Linked DNA regions of Ovis aries: region 1 is linked to region 2. Evidence: chromatin contacts called from public Hi-C data. All regions are on one chromosome and are shown on one strand. Each heading gives the region's core, a stretch centred on a gene start, on an enhancer-like site or on the middle of the called end of the contact. The rest is flanking DNA. Distances are from core to core; before and after follow the strand shown.

Evidence for each region. A called contact is a pair of places that touch in the nucleus more often than the background predicts.
Region 1: a Hi-C map of tail adipose tissue shows a contact between it and region 2, with 2.9 times the contacts expected there. The contact joins the enhancer-like site here to the promoter of SWAP70 in region 2. A contact is called at or near these places in 3 of 16 Hi-C or Micro-C datasets (blood, hypothalamus and tail adipose tissue).

Annotation. Positions count from the first base shown.
Region 1 is chr15:42,768,121-42,771,191 of ARS-UI_Ramb_v3.0, forward strand. No RefSeq gene overlaps it. Among named protein-coding and RNA genes, the nearest start is that of WEE1, 30 kb to the right of the region's middle. Within about 2 kb of position 1,276, at least 45 of the 54 cell types and tissues checked have an H3K27ac peak or open chromatin away from gene starts, as enhancers often do. A contact at or near this core is called in hypothalamus and tail adipose tissue, where this site is marked.
Region 2 is chr15:42,699,185-42,702,115 of ARS-UI_Ramb_v3.0, forward strand. SWAP70 (switching B cell complex subunit SWAP70) reads right to left here and starts at 1,343. Exons shown (of 12, transcript XM_004016163.5): 1 at 1,172-1,343. The coding sequence starts at 1,270.

The sequences.
Region 1 (3,071 bases), core at 26-2,525, 69 kb after region 2:
AGGGTAACCTCCATGTTAGTGCCGAGAGGTCTGAATCTAGAAACCCACTGAATGTTCAGCTTTTCATAACCAAATTAAGGTTATGTACATTGGTCATCATAACAGCTACCGAATTTCTTACTAGAAGAAGGCATTTCAGGGTTGTCATGGACTCCTTAAATCCTAGACAAACTTACTTGGCCCTGTACCCCTAGATTAAAAACTCCTGCTGCATCTGCTAAATACATTGTGTGTGACGTGAACATTCTTTTTCATCTGTTGATAGGTTTCTGATTAATAAGTACAAATAAATAAGTACAGATTAATTTAAAAGAAATACTGAATTCAGAGACTTTGTTGTTGTTATGTATGTTCTCCAAAGAGACAGTAAACGCCCTTACAGGTCCAGGAGCACGTTAAAAGGGGTCTTCCATCCCAGGGGTCCCCTATCCCTGCAGCATGGCTGAACCCCCAATGTCCCTTCTAAGACAGTGGGTCCTGCACTGGCGGGTCCCGAGGCCCAGGCATTGGAAGGCGTCTGTGCTTTTCGGGGTTTTTTTAATTTTATTTTATTTTATTTTTTCACGGAAATGCTGCAACCGCTGGTTGGCTCACCTGTATTTTAAGTTTTACTCTCCAATTATCACTGGGTTTTCCGGACGTAGACTGTCAGCCAGTGTCTAAAAAAATAACCAGCACGGTCCTGAGCCCGTGGCGCAGCCCTCGAGGGCGCTCTGGGTGAGCGCCCTGGGGAGGAGCCCTGACGCGCCCGGGCGTAGGCGGCCGGCCGGGCCGCAGCCAACCGCGGAATATCCTGCCCGCGAGCTCCCCCGCCTGGGCGCGCCGGCAGGCCCGGCCGAGACCAGGGAGCGCGCGGCGTTCCCGCGCGGAGGGGCGCGCCGGGCGTGGCGGCGGTGTGGGCGCCTTTCGGCGCCGGCTCCCGACAGCCCTCGGCGCCGGGCTGAGCGGCGCCAGGCCCGAGACGGTGCGGTTCCCGAACACCCTCTTCCCCGGCGGCTCGCGGACTGAAGGGAGACCGTGAGCAGAGGGGCGCACGCGCCGGCCTGTTCCTCATCGCTGACGACTCCAGGACGACCCCTCTCCCGGCTCGCTTCTCATTCCCTGAGATGCCCCCAAACCTGATTTCCACTTTGGCGACCAAACTTGGCCGGTTCGAGAATCCCCGGCCTGACTCAGTCCGAGACTCATCTGACAATAGCATCTGGCACCCGTACTGTATGTGTGCGTCTGCTGAATAAATAAAATATTTTATTTTTCATGTTTGAACGGTGTCTGTTTCAACAACATTTCAACAGTGAGCCCCTTGTTAGGAGTGGGTACAGTCTGTGATGTGCTGAGAAGGATGGGGGGCGGCCGAGGAAGTGGGAAAAACGCAGGAAGCTGCTGACTGAAAAGTCAGCTCCTAGAACCTATCCGGGCGCAGCGCCTGGTGCGGCGGAATTCCGCACGGAGGGCGAGAACCACGTGACCTCATCACGGAACTGGAAAGAAAGATGCTAAAGGGAGAGCCCGAAGGGGACAGTTACTTCCTGACAGCCGGGTACAGGCCCAGCTCTTAGAGGCACTAGAGACGTGCGATTGGGGAAACCTGAGACTCCAGGAGACCTGGGCAGAAGGAGGCCTGTCAAAAGCGCCCCAAATCCTCCTGCAGAGACAGAGCGACACATGGCGCCCCGCCCCCCCCCCCCCCCCCCCCCCCCCCCGCCCCCGACACACACACACCCGGGCTGCGGGCTCGGAGGGCAGATTCTAGGCCCGGCCCCAGGCTTCTCAGATCCTGTGGGACCAAGGCAGCCTGCAGGGGGCAAAATGTTCGTTTCTGCTGCTAGGCTGGGGCTGAAACCAGAGCCAAAAATAGAAGCTGAGATCAACTGAAAGGAATGAGACTGAACAAACGTGTGTATGTCGAAAACCCCGATGTGACACATAGTAAATTAATATTCCTAAACACGGGTGTAAAACGGGGTTACTCAGTGAGGAATGCTCGCATACATGAATGAACATTTGGAGGGAAAAAAAGAAGGTCTACATTATACATCAAAATAAACTCCATGTGGATTAAAATTCTAAATATTTTTAAGAACGTCATAGAAACACTATATTAAATAGGATAAAACAGATTTATGGGTATATGTCAGCATTCCCAAAGCTTTGAAACAAGAAACTGCAAAGGAAGACTAACATTCAAAAACTGGACAGGATTTTTAAAAGAAAAATGTTTACACAAAACAACAAACAGAAAATCCCTCAAATGTATAAAATTTTGTTTAAATATAAATATTAAAAAAACAAAGATTCCACTAACTCAATTTACAAAGAAGTATGTAGTTCAAGAGGAGAAATAAAATTAGTACACAAGTATAGGAGGAAATTTTCATTGTTCCAGATAATCAAACATTTTAAACTTCAAACAACTTTGAAAAATATTGCATCACTGTATTGTACACCTGAAACTAACATAATATTGTAAATCAATTATACTTTTATTAAAAAAAAACTTTGACATAGCACCATACATCTACTAAAGTTGCAGAAATGCCATAAAATTGTAATGCATGATGTTAGCAAAGCAATAAAATAATGCTCACAATAATACTTTGAATATTTAAAAAATTGATTTATATACATCTTAAGACAATGATAAATTCATTAAGCTGAAGTAATATTGTCAAATATATGTTATTTTATCTTCACCCAATTAACAAAGTCCTTAACTTCAATGGAAAGTGACTGCAAAAAGATTGCTTCACCTCATCCTTTTCCCAGAGTTGCAGTTAGCCAGACATAAAATGCCACTTCTTCATTTTCAGCACACTCAGTCTGTTGCAAAATAAAGTATCTATAGATATGAATTAAAGTACTGTCACAGTTTAGGGAAAGGATCTTCAAAGTAAAAGCAAAAAAAGATCTTGAGTTAGTTTATTCACTTCTGTGGTTTTAAATGCCATCACTATGTTAATGATTCTCAAAACAGATCCCTAACCCCAACCTCTTCCCTGAACTTCAGACTCAAATATTTGTCTGTCCTCTGACCTCTTCAAATGGATATCAAACATAAATGCCCAAATCCG
Region 2 (2,931 bases), core at 93-2,592:
AATCTATGTATGTTAAAACTCAGAACCATCCACCAAAAAAGTTAATTTTACTCTGTTAATTTTAAAAATGTATTCAAATAAAGATTAAGTGGATGATCTCCATGAATTGTTCCAGACTATGATTTTGTGTATAAGAAAAGAGAGTAGGGTGAAAGGAAAACAGGCAGAATGCTGAGTCCTACTGGCATAAAAGCCACTAGTCATAAGAACCTCTGGATGACTGCACAAAATATACAAAGCAAACTCAATCTTCAGAAATTCACTCCCAGAAGAGGCTAAAAAAACGAGACATTCATGTCCAAAATGTGTATATTTTAAAATGCCTATGAATGGTTCTTCTTGTCTGTTTCCGTATTTTAAACTTTCAAGAAGCTGCCAATTTCTCCTGGCCAAGTGCCACTTGCCCTGCTTGCTGCTGCTGCCCTGCTTGGGGTTACTCAATTTACAAGCATTCCTTTATTCATACCTTACTCTCTCTTAATGATGGGGTCTTTGGCAGTCACAATAAAACCCTTTGCAGGGTGCCGATAGAGCTCCTCACCCGGAAACTGCGTTCCTGCGGGACACGGCACACCCTGGACTCGATCCAGACTTGAGGACGCCAGGTCGTCCTCACTAATCGGAAAGCGTCCCCCATTGCTACAGCGCCCCAAAAGCCGAGGCCGCCGAGGGCCGGGCCCTGGGGCACTTCTCCCTCCCTTCTCGGAACTGCCCGGTTGCCTGCGGTGCAGCTGGCCGTTTTGAGGACTGCCCCGGTGCGGAGCGTGCGCCTTGCAGGGCTCTGCCCAGGCACCTTGGGCAAGCCCCTTCCTCTCCCAGACAAGAGTGAAGAGGAAACTTTGGGTTAGTTTCCTAGGGAGCTTCCCACCGCCCTCTCGGAGTCTGAAACCTTCCCGGCCTCCTGTGCCAACAGGGAGCCGAGCTCGCCGCTCAGGGTCCCCACCCCCGCGGTCCCTTGCTCAAGGTGAGCCCTGGGGAAACTAACGCAAAACAAGAGGGAGTCCAAAAAATGCAAATGCCGGTCTCTGCCCCCTCCACCCCAAGCAGGCCGCTCGGCCACATTCTGGGCTGCCACTCCCTGTGGTCACCGCCCGCCTGCCCGCTTCCACCGGGGATAGTAGAGCGCGCGCCGAGGAGGGGCGAATAGGGATCTGGGAGAGGGTGTGCCCACCTTGAGCTGGGATTTGGAGACCTTGCCGCTGTGGTCCAGGTCGAGCGCGGTGAACGCATGCCAGATGCCCTTGAGCAGCTCATCCTTCAAGCTCCCCATGCCTGCGGCGCTGCTCCTCCGGCTGCGGCGACTGCCCCGCCAGCCACTCTGCGTCTGAAGCCCCTCGGCCTCTGCCTCCCCCGCCTGCCGAGCGGTCACGTGACCTCGCCAGGCCCGGCCCCGCCAGGCCCCGCCCACTCGGCGCCCTCGGGGGAACTGCGCTCCGCAGAGCGAGCCCGGAGTCGCGTGGTCTGCCTATCCCTGCGGGTGTGGACGCCCAGCCTTGTTTCCCGGCTAGGAAGACAGGCGACACCACGCACTCCCCTAGTGCTTCCAAAACCGGCTCGGGCCACTTTTCGGTACTTGCACGCCTTCCAAACAAGAGCCCCTATCCCGAGGAAAAATATGAGGGTAGAGGAGAGCAGCCTCCTTGGCTTCAGTACGCGTCCAGCAGCGACAAAGGGAGCCCTGGTCCTGACCCTAGAAGGGGGTCACAGTCTGAAGAGGCCAGACAAGATCCCCAAAAATTCCCGGGCAGGGCTTCAAATTCTGGCACAGTTCCTAGTGGGAGAGTACATGGAGCCGCAGGGGAAGCAGGGAAGGGCCTCGAGGGAAACTGGTTCATTCATTTCGTAAACCGTTTCTTGATGTCTACTGTGTAGTGGATTCCGGGGTCTCAGAGATGAGGTTTAAGGTGGGTTTAGAAGTCAAGAGAGTCAAGCAACATTTTCTTTCTAACTCTCAGCTGTTTAGGGTCAGTTCACAACTTACAGAGGGTTTGACATTCTGTTTCCTGATATTTCTGTGCTTGTATAATATGAGATCTGGAAGGACCCCAGTAAATCACTCCACCCATCTTACTAATCAGAATGGGTGGACCATTTAAAAGAACCTATCCATGCCCAGAAGAATGTCCTCTTCATTGTAGATGTTCATTTCATATCTGTTAACAGTGATCACTTGAGCTCTTTGGGCTTCAGATTTTCCACATATGAAATGAGCATGGTTGCTCCAGATGTTCTGGAAAGGCTCTGCTAGTGCTAGACAATAACTACTGCTGGCTGACACCAGTCTGATTAAGTCACCAGGCACAGTGCCTTGCATCTCCGATCCAAGACCAAATCTGGACAAAAAGGAGAAAAAAAACAATTACTAAGAATTTTCAAAGGGAAATGGTTCTCAGGTGGTTTTGTTTTCCTCTTTTATGTTCCTAAATGCATGTATATGCACTTTGTTAAAAGGAAAAGGGTATCATAAGCAAGGGGGATTTGGAGAGAGCAGAAAAGGAAGGAGCTACTTCAGTGAGCTTGAAGCCAAAGGGAACCTGGTGGGCCAGAGGAAGGGATAACCCAGTTGAAGGGAATGGGCAGAAGCAGAGGGACTGTCAGTCTCTCACTGGAGGGCACTCGAGCCCCTGCTTCTCCATTTGTTGGGACTTTGCTTTCTCTGCTAGAATCCAGTCTCCATCAGTGATCTTCCATACTCCAGGTCAAGTCTTCCAGTCAACAAAAACACATGATTTAACCTCTAATTTCTTCACGGAACTCAGCTTTCCCTGGGTAGTGACAAAAAAGAAACCCTCCTAATTCTCAAGGTTCAGATTAACCACTAGATGACACTCCTCCTTCTCTCTGTATCTGGAAGCACCAGAAAGATGTTTCAAAGCTTTTGCTGGGGTGAGGGGTGTCACATGACCAGCACATTCTGAACTTTGAAATTTT